Regions from separate parts of the Oryctolagus cuniculus genome. Here region 1 is linked to region 2. Evidence: chromatin contacts called from public Micro-C data. All regions are on one chromosome and are shown on one strand. Each heading gives the region's core, a stretch centred on a gene start, on an enhancer-like site or on the middle of the called end of the contact. The rest is flanking DNA. Distances are from core to core; before and after follow the strand shown. Region 1 holds the start of NGLY1 (N-glycanase 1). Region 2 holds the start of TOP2B (DNA topoisomerase II beta).

Region 1 (4,645 bases), core at 1,940-4,439, 130 kb before region 2:
GGACATTTAGCCTGGTGGTTAGGATGTCAGTTAAGAAGTCCACAACCCACGTTGGACTATCTAGTCTGATAACTGGTTCCAGCTCCAACTTCCAAATTCCTGCCAGTGTAGACCTTGGACAGCAGTGGCAACCACTCAAGTAATTGGGTTCCTGCTACCCACACAGGGGACCTGGATTGGATTCCTGGCCCCTGGTTTTGGCCCAGCCTCAGTAATTGCAGGCATTTGAGGAAGTAAGCCAGAAAATGGAAGCTAATTCTCTCTCATGTGCACACTTGACAAATTGTTTAAAAGAAGAAAAAAGACTTAGGTTTGCTTGCCCTGCACAGAACAAGCCAATCACTGACGCGGAGGTGATAGAAGAACGTAGGTGTCCACTTTGCAGCAGCAGTAAGCTCTTGCTCAATTCCCAGACTCTCTAAGATAAACATCACACCTGGGGTTGCATAGTGTGTGAACAGCTCCTCAGTGCTCATGGCCTTCCTTTCATTGGCCACTGATAGGAGGCTGGCATGTTCTGCAAATGCTGTGATGGCAGAGGGCTTGGTCCGTGGGTAGACTGGTCATTAATTTGTTTGATCAGGACCTGTGAAACATGTCAAAATAGAACCTATTATTAGGATTTTAACTCTAGAAGTGATCATTGAATTCTGAGTCTTGTGATCTGGGGTCTTGTGGGGACTGATCTTGCACTACTTCCTTAATTTAATGAGTTATTCTTAAGGAGTTGACTTGCAATCATCAATTGGAGACAGGGGGACTGCAAGCTAAGAGGCAAGGCTAGGGGCTGATAAAGTCTACAAGTGCATTAGCACAGGGACTCAGTTTCAGTGTTAATGTTATGGCATTGGTTTTTCACTGTGGATGCATGGTCCCCACAGAAGTACCCTATGGCCATTGTATCTGTGAAGGGAAGGCTGAGCTGATGGCATTCTGCCCCTCCTCTTACACACCTCCAATTCCAAGGCATTTCGCCTTGGTGTTTTGTGTATAAAGATTCTTCCTTAGACTTTATATGAAAAATGGCTTCTTTTTTTTAAAGTCATAATTGCCATATATTGTCATATTCTTATGTGATTATAAGGATAAACACATATAAATGGAAAAGAGAAACCCAAATTTAGGAGATTATCATTGGCAATAGAGACAGCTGGTTATATACCCAGTGCCACTCCCTTTCCCCTTATGTAGTTGTGGGAGGTGCCTGTCCGTGTAGGGACTACACTTGCCAGCCTCCACTCCCTCTCTGTTATCTAGTAGAAGCCTCATACTTGTCAAGGATCAGTGCAAACACTGTATATCATTTGTGGCATAGTGGGGTTAAGAAGTATGCAGGCCTTCTTTCTGCTCAATTAAACGAAGAAGTCTCAGAGGCCTATGGCAAGAGTTAGCAAACTACGCCTGTAGGACAAATCCAGCAGGCTGCAAGTCCGTAAATAAAATGTCAGAACAAAACCACACTCGCTTATTCTATGGAGCTACAAATGCAGAGGCAGAGTTAAATAAAGGCAGGCCCTAAGTCCTGCAAAGCCTAAAACATTTACTCTCTGGCTCTTAAACGTTTGTTGGCTCCTGTTCTAAGAATGGAAGAAGCCTGGGCCCACTAATGACTAATGACACCTGCATTATCAAACTCTTAGGTGAGCCAGAAAGGAATTATTCGTTAAGCCACCAAAAATTTTAGTTACAGCAGCTCACCACATACTACCTGTTGAACACACTATTCTTGAAGCTAGTACAAAAAGTTATCATCTGGCAGATGAATGGTAGCAGAAATGGACTGCACAGCTCACAATTTCGCTCAGACACTGAAGAGAATTTTAAATCCTCAAAGTCAACATAAGATGAAGCATCGAGAAGATTTAAAGAGGCTTCTTAGGCAAATAAGGTATCTGAAAAACATGAAGTCAAGACACTAAAAGCATGATCCGTCCCGAAATAGCACCCTTGCTGTGTGGGATGCAAATGTTGATTCTCTGGCCCTCCCCCCACATCCTACTATTATTGTGGATGTGTTTCATGCTGGCCACCACATCCCACTGACGCGTGGCTCCTGAAGTTTACAAAACACTCCTTTACTGAATCCTATTATCTGAGCCGGGACTTAACCGACTTCAGAATCTGCATAACCAGGAACCCGTCAGGGCTGACGGCCAAGCTCCTTTTTTTTTGGACGGCTGTTGCTCGTTCCTTCCGGGGTCGTTCCTTCTGGGGGTCTTTTTCATCCATGGCTACTATCTGTCTAGCACCGCCTGGGCACAGAGGCCATAACAGTGTTTTATTGGTGGTGACGACAAGGAACCAGAAGCGGCCTCTCCACCTTCGCGGCCGGGTCCCGGCGGCTGGCACTCGGCGCTGAGGAAGCCGAGTTCCCCGGACCCTCTCGGACGCAGCCCACACCTGCACTCCGCGCCCCCCGACCCGGCCGGACACCGCCGTCCCTCCGGCCCGCGCCCCGCCCCCGCCCCCGCCCGCAGGCCCCCGCCCCGGCCAGACACCGCCATCCCTCCAGCCCGCGCCCCGCCCGAGGAGCCCCGCGCCCCCGCCCCGGCCGGACACCGCCGTCCCTCCGGCCCGCCCCCCGCCCCGCAGGCCCCCGCCCCAGCCGGACACCGCCGTCCCTCCGGCCCGCGCCCCGCCCCCGCCCCGCAGGCCCCCGCCCCGGCCGGACACCGCCGTCCCTCCGGCCCCCGCCCCTCCCCCGCCCCGCAGGCCCCCGCCCCTCCCGAGGAGCCCCGCGCCCCCGCCCCGGCCGGACACCGCCGTCCCTCCGGCCCGAGCCCCTCCCACCCCCCTCCCCGGCCCTGCAGGCCCCCGCCCCTCCTGAGGAGCCCCGCGACCCCCGCCCCGGCCGGACACCGCCGTCCCTCCGGCCCGCGCCCCGCAGGCCCCGCCCCGGCCGGACACCGCAGTCCCTCCGGCCCGCGCCCCGCCCCCGCCCGCAGGCCCCCGCCCCGGCCGGACACCGCCGTCCCTCCGGCCCGCGCCCCGCCCCCGCCCCGCAGGCCCCCGCCCCGGCCGGACATCGCCGTCCCTCCGGCCCCCGCCCCGCCCGAGGAGCCCCGCGACCCCGCCCCGGCCGGACACCGCCGTCCCTCCGGCCCGCGCCCCGCCCCCGCCCCGGCCGGACACCGCCCCTAGCGGGCAGCGGCGGCGGCGGCCGCGCCGCGGAGGCGCCTGCTCAGTGCGGGACGCGCGCGCTCGGGCATGGCGGCGGCGGCGGCGGCGGCGGCGGCGGCGCCGGGCGGCTCCTCGGGCTCGGCGTCCCCGGCCGTGGCCGAGCTCTGCCAGAACACCCCAGAGACCTTTCTGGAGGCCTCCAAGCTGCTGCTCACCTACGCCGATAACATCCTCAGGTGTGGGGCCGCAGGGCCGGCGGGGGGCCGGGGCGGGTGGGCCGCGGCGCCTGCTCGGCCCGGGGCTGAGGGGCGCCGACCCCGGCCGCGCGCAGGCGGCGAGGCCCGGAGGGGCCCGGGCCCGAGGGTGGCCCCGGCTCAGCTTCCAGCTCCGCCGGCCAGGCCGCAGCGCCGTGAGAAGAGCGAGTGCCTTCGCAGGTGTGACCGGGCGTTTGCTGGCGGCCGCCCAGGTGACCCGCCGCGCCTCGGCCTGGGGTTCGCCTGTGTTCAGTGCCCGGGCGGCGGTGCCAGCGGCGTGGCTGGCAGGTGCAGCCGCTTGTCACAGCGCGGTCCGCGACCGATTGAACGTCTCAGGACTACTTTCTGCTCCTGTTTAGGAAGGGGTGGGCTTCACATGGTTTGGGCTTTTTTTTTTTTTTTCTGCCCATGTTTGTTGGTTGCAATATTAACCATGGTGCTTCAGTTACACTTTATATATTAATATCTAGAGTCCACTTTGCAGTGCGATCCTTTAAGAATTAGTGAAGGTTGTCACCTTGGAGGAGACCTTACCCGTTGGGGGAATTGTCAGGCAAGGTTGATTATTGTCATGCTCCACCCCCGCCACTCCCAACTCTTCAAATCAGGCCGTGTGTCTTCAGGAGGGACATGGCTTTAGGGGAAGGGACTGGAGTTCCAGGTGCTTCCATGGAGTTCCCTCTTGGGTCACACTTGTGCAGGTTCTGGCGCGTCTTCCTCTTCTAAGCGGTGTGTGGATTGGCATGAAGTCTAAAAGTTCACTTTCAAGGCTGTAGGCACTATGTGACCCAATTTTTAGAGCAATTGCAAGTGCAGTTTTTAAACCCATGGCAGCAGCATTGTTTATTTAGGTAAAGTTAATGATTTTGAAAGTACACTGAAGGGACAAGCTGTTACCCCCTTATTATGTGCCAGGAGCTGTGAGAGATGCAGCACGTGGACTGTTCACAGCCAGAGAATTGTGACCTAGGTGAGGACCACCCTCCTTCTCTGTGACACCTTCTCAACTCACCTTGCCTACCCTTGGAGGCCATACGGCCCTTCCGAGTTCGCAGGTGCCCGTGGCTGCTGTGAGCGAATTTATAGGCTGTGTTCTCCCGAGGCCATCAGCTTGGTCTTCCAGCCTGGAAAGCCAGCCATCAAACTGTTTTAACCCTGCTGTTCAGAGAAGGCGGGTGGCCTTGTGATGAGGATTCACTCCTGCTTCCCGGCCAGTGGAACCAGGGTGTTTTGCGGAAGGAAACCTTTGCATGCGAATGACTGTGTGCATG
Region 2 (4,486 bases), core at 256-2,755:
AGTCGCAGTAAATGCAAGAGTGAAAGTCCTCATTGTAACAAGGCACACGTTGAGGTGTGGGGAACTTACATTACAAGGCAATGGATGCTAGTTGGTGAGGCTCTCAGCCCAGAATAGACCCTGGTCAGATTTACAGCTTGTACCCCAAGTTCAAGGTAAAGAAAGGTCCCACTGTTCTCAACCAAAGTCCCCAAAATTCATGGCCACTAGAGAGCTAATTAAGAAAAACTTGGTTTATTTCCATGTTTCAGAATTCCGCACCTCTGGACTCAGAATGCAGTTGAAAGATGTAACCTGAGCCACTTCGGTTTTCCCTTGAGAGGAAGTGAACAGTTGGACGAGACAGTCACAAATAACACCTTTTCACAAAGCAGAAGTACTTGATCTAAAGCTCTCCTTTCACAGCTCTTAGGTAGCTCTTCAAGCCCTCAAGTACTAATTTTGGCTATGGATAACGCCCTTGGAGTCTCTTAACAAGCCAGATTATCAATGACTTGAGATCGGGCACTGTTCTCATTTTGAACCCATTGTAGAGCTTGGCATAGGGTGCAGGTGTGTGTCCAACAAATACTGGTTTAATGGAATTACACTTGAAGAGCAGGACGAAGAGACGCCTTCTTCCATGTGCCAAAGGCTTTGGTGTTGCTATACGGGAAATGTTCGTTCTTAGAAAGCTTAAATGCGAATAGATTTATTCCTCAGTGTGCGTTTGAGAATTCCGCTGAATGTAGCTGAAATGCAGCGTCCCTTCTTAAAGGTCTTGGAGAAAGAAAAGTGACAGTGACATCTCCGCATGGCTCAGAAGCGAGCACGGTCAAGTAGAAACAGAACGCTCACCCCGGGCCCCCCGGGCCCGCATTCTGTTCCTGGAACGCTCTCGGCGCGTCTCTCTGTGCAGTTTTCTTGGGACCATATCCTTTTTTGGGGGAGGGAGGAGGTGGTCTGAGTCATGTCTTTCTACAGCAGTGTCCATGTGAGGCCTTGGGGAGGCTGGGGTCACGGGGCCCTCCTTGCACCAGTGCCCTACAACGTCTCGCTTGCGGTTTACAACCGCTCTTTAAAAATAATTTCCCGCTGGGACACTCCCCCTCCCGCCCCCCGGCTTCCTCCTGCCACCCCCACCCTCTGCCCCACCCCCAGCCCTAGCGGGCCCCTGGCAAAGAAACGCCTGGGCGCCCGGGCCGGGTGTTGGAGTAAACAGCGCGCTCGGAGGATTACCGTCGCCTCGAGGCCACTTCGCCCCTTTGCCTTGGCCGCCCTCAAATGACCCCTGACAGCAGCCCCTGCTGCCCCTTCAAATGGAAACCCACAGCAGACACACACACATACACACACATACACACAAACAAAAAAACCTCAAGTCTGCCTTTCGGTTGCTACCCGCAATGACGTTTCCCCCTCGGGGTCCCGCCCCTCCGGGGGGCTTGGAATTTTGGGATTGGTCGAGAGGTAGTGGCGACAAGGCTCCGATTGGACGGCGGGGAGTTGATGGACAGCGGGGGCTGCCGCCGCGCCCGCCCGCCCTCCCCACCCGGGTGCGCGAATGTGTGTGTGCGGTGTTATGCCGGACTAGAGGGAGGCGACCGTGGCGGCGACGGCTCTGTTTATTGTCCCTCTCGCTGTGTGCGTGTGGAGAGGCCGAGAGTGCAGCGCGGCTGTCGGACGCCGCCTTTGAGGCCGTGGCGGCGACCGCGCCGAGGACTCCGGCGACCGGAGCTGTGGCCTTGGCGGAGAGCGAGGAGGACAAGGCGCCCCTGCGTCCCCGCCACGTCCGGGCGCCCTTGCGCAGCTCGAGCCTCCGGGCTTAGGCCCTGCTGGCTGTGGGGCCCGCGGAAGAGGCAGCGCCGCGGCCGGCCGCTTCCCGCTTTCTCTCCGCCTCCTCCTCAGGCGCCGCGCTAGGCCCGAGCGACGCGGCCGCCGCGCCTCGAGTTTGACGGCGGCTGGCGGCGCGGCCTCCTCGGCGGGCTCGGCCGCACGTCCGCTCCGGGTCTCGGCGATGGGGCGCTGGGGCCGGCGCGGCTAGGAGCCCGGCGAGCGGAGCGGTCGGTGCGGAGCGGCGGGGCCCAGCGGCCCGCAGGGAGGCGGGAGCGGCGGCCGCGGCTTCGGGGCCTGTGAGCGGGAGGCGCCCGCCATGGCCAAGTCGGGCGGCGGCGGCGGCGCTGGAGCCGGCGCGGGCGGCGGGGCGCTGACCTGGGTGGTGAGTGGCGGGCCCCCCCGGGGGGGGGCGGGCGTCCCGGCCGCCGCTTTGTTCGCGGCCCGCGGTGGGGGTGGTGGTGGTCGCGGGGGAGGGGGTGGAATCTGCGGGGCCGATCCGTGGGGGGAGGGGAGGAAGGGGGGCAATCCCGTCTGCAGAGCCCCCCGCGCCTTTTTTTTTTTTTTCTTTTCTTCCTGCATTCCTTCTCTTACCTCTCCGGAAGCTCAGGCTGCAGAACGAGGCGTGCACTTGAAACTTTGGGGGGTGGTGTGGGGGGATCCACCATCACACAACGTGTAGCCCCCGCCTCCTCTCTCTCTCTCTTCCTAGCTCCTAGGGCAGTGGGGCTAGCCATAGTGCCTGTGTGGGTGGGTCGGCGCTTTCTCCAAAGGTGGAGCAGGAAAATCGGGGAGAATGAGGGGTGTGTGTGTGTGTGCGCGCGCCAAAGGAAACCATCGCTGGCGCTCCAGTCTCAGAGAATGGGGTTGGACGTCTCGAGCAGTCGGCACTGGAGTTTGGGCGATCTCAAGGATGGCGAGGGCTCCGGGTCACGGCATCGCAGCGGTTAATGTGCGGTGCTCTGTCCATCTGTCAGGGTGGGATTATTCAAAGAAGCGCTTACCTACGTCAGCGGTTCAGGTGAAGCGGGTGGGGGCCGAGGCGACCAGACCCGAGCGCGTGGGGCTGTAGGTCAAGGATTTCGGCGCTCGGTTCCTGCGGCGAGTGGAAGAACTGGAGAGGCCGGATTCCCACGGCAGATCGATAATTCGCTGGCGTTTCACGCGCTCAGCGTGGAGTTCAGACCAGGGTCACTTCCTACACACACAACACTTGCAGCGAAGCTGCCTGACTGCTACTCAGGGCTTTCAATGGAGTTACCTCCCCGGCCTTTTAAACACCCCAAGTGAACTTCTGTTGGCATTTGGATTACTACATTCATTTTCCTTTTGTCTTTGGGTGAGTCTAGGGTGAATTGTCCCTTGTAAACAGGGTTGTTAGTGGCAGAAAAACATTTTCATCATTTAAGTGTGTCCCGGTGTACTTCGCGAAATAAGTTGCCAGGCTCTATGGTTGAATGTTTCTGAATTTTTTATATTACTTCAAGACTGTCGTGTGAAAGTATGAACTGACTAAAGCCAGAAGAGAAAATGTCAGTAAGTTGTGGTCCATGTGAACCTGGGGGAAGGGGTGGTGGTGGTGGTATCTGCAGAAGAGAGCTTTTCTGAAATTGGTGGTCCTTAACCCCTTACTAAAATGAGATGTGCAATGGAGTTAGTTAGCCAGATGGTATCCTGAACTTTCCTTGACTATTTGGAAAAGTGTTGAGGCCTGATCCATGCCTTCTCTGAGGACCCTTTGATTTATAATGATAAACATTTTGCTGCAAGGTTGAATTTGTTTTAACATGATAGCAATATTTTAATTTTAACTCTTAACTTTGTAAATAATTACATGACTGCTTTTTCTTTCAAGCTCAATAGGAAACTTTCATTTACAGAAGAAATTTAGCAAAACATGAATAGTCTCAGTCAACATTAGGAAAGCCATTTGAAACTAAAATTGACCTTTTTTTTTTTGCTGTAAAACTGACATGGGGTATACAGTAAAATGGAGAAATATGATTTATTTGAGGGTATATGTTATTGAATAGGAAGTTTACTTAGGAAATCACCTTTGTAAGTTTTCGTTAAGATTTGATGCTTACTTTAAATTTTAGTTTACATGAGCATCTTAATGTCCATAATATACTTTGGTGACCACAGATTGGCTTAATTCTTTAGGAGGCAATATAATGAAATAGCTATGGGCTCTGATTAATATAGGTTCAGATCATATGTCCAACGTGTCCTGTTGGTGGGATTTTTGGCAAGGAACCTAACCTTTTTAAGCTTCTTTCTTCATCCAATAAGGTTACAATGAGAAATTAGATAAGGTAGCACAGGGCCAGGCTTAATAAATGTTATAATTGGCAAAATTCAAGAATTGCACACTCTGAAATGATACATCACAGTTGCTTTTACAAAAATCGCTCTTAGCTGCAGTGAAAAAATTTTTCCCTTCCAAGAGTTCAGGGTTTATTGCAGTAATCATCTGTTTTGCAAGAGGGGTAACTTTGCTTTATTGAAGCTGGTGTTAGGTTGCCACCTGCTTGTGGATGACAGAAATAAAAATGGAATAGTCCTATATATTCTGGGTGGATGGGAGTGGGTTGAATGCCATGTGTTGCTGGTTGTTAACTTCCGTTGGGCTGTGTACCAGCATGTGTTAAACATTGTCATTGCACAAAGTTTA

Evidence for each region. Hi-C and Micro-C count contacts between places; a contact is called where the count stands out from the background.
Region 1: a Micro-C map of ear pinna shows a contact between it and region 2, with 4 times the contacts expected there. The contact joins the promoter of NGLY1 here to the promoter of TOP2B in region 2. A contact is called at or near these places in 3 of 6 Hi-C or Micro-C datasets (ear pinna, psoas muscle and an unstated tissue).

Annotation. Positions count from the first base shown.
Region 1 is chr4:161,887,665-161,892,309 of mOryCun1.1, reverse strand. NGLY1 (N-glycanase 1) reads left to right here and starts at 3,189. Exons shown (of 12, transcript XM_051818511.2): 1 at 3,189-3,356. The coding sequence starts at 3,208. OXSM (3-oxoacyl-ACP synthase, mitochondrial) reads right to left here and starts at 2,448. Exons shown (of 5, transcript XM_070072879.1): 1 at 1,709-2,448; 2 at 437-586.
Region 2 is chr4:161,757,046-161,761,531 of mOryCun1.1, reverse strand. TOP2B (DNA topoisomerase II beta) reads left to right here and starts at 1,505. Exons shown (of 36, transcript XM_051818505.2): 1 at 1,505-2,197. The coding sequence starts at 2,132.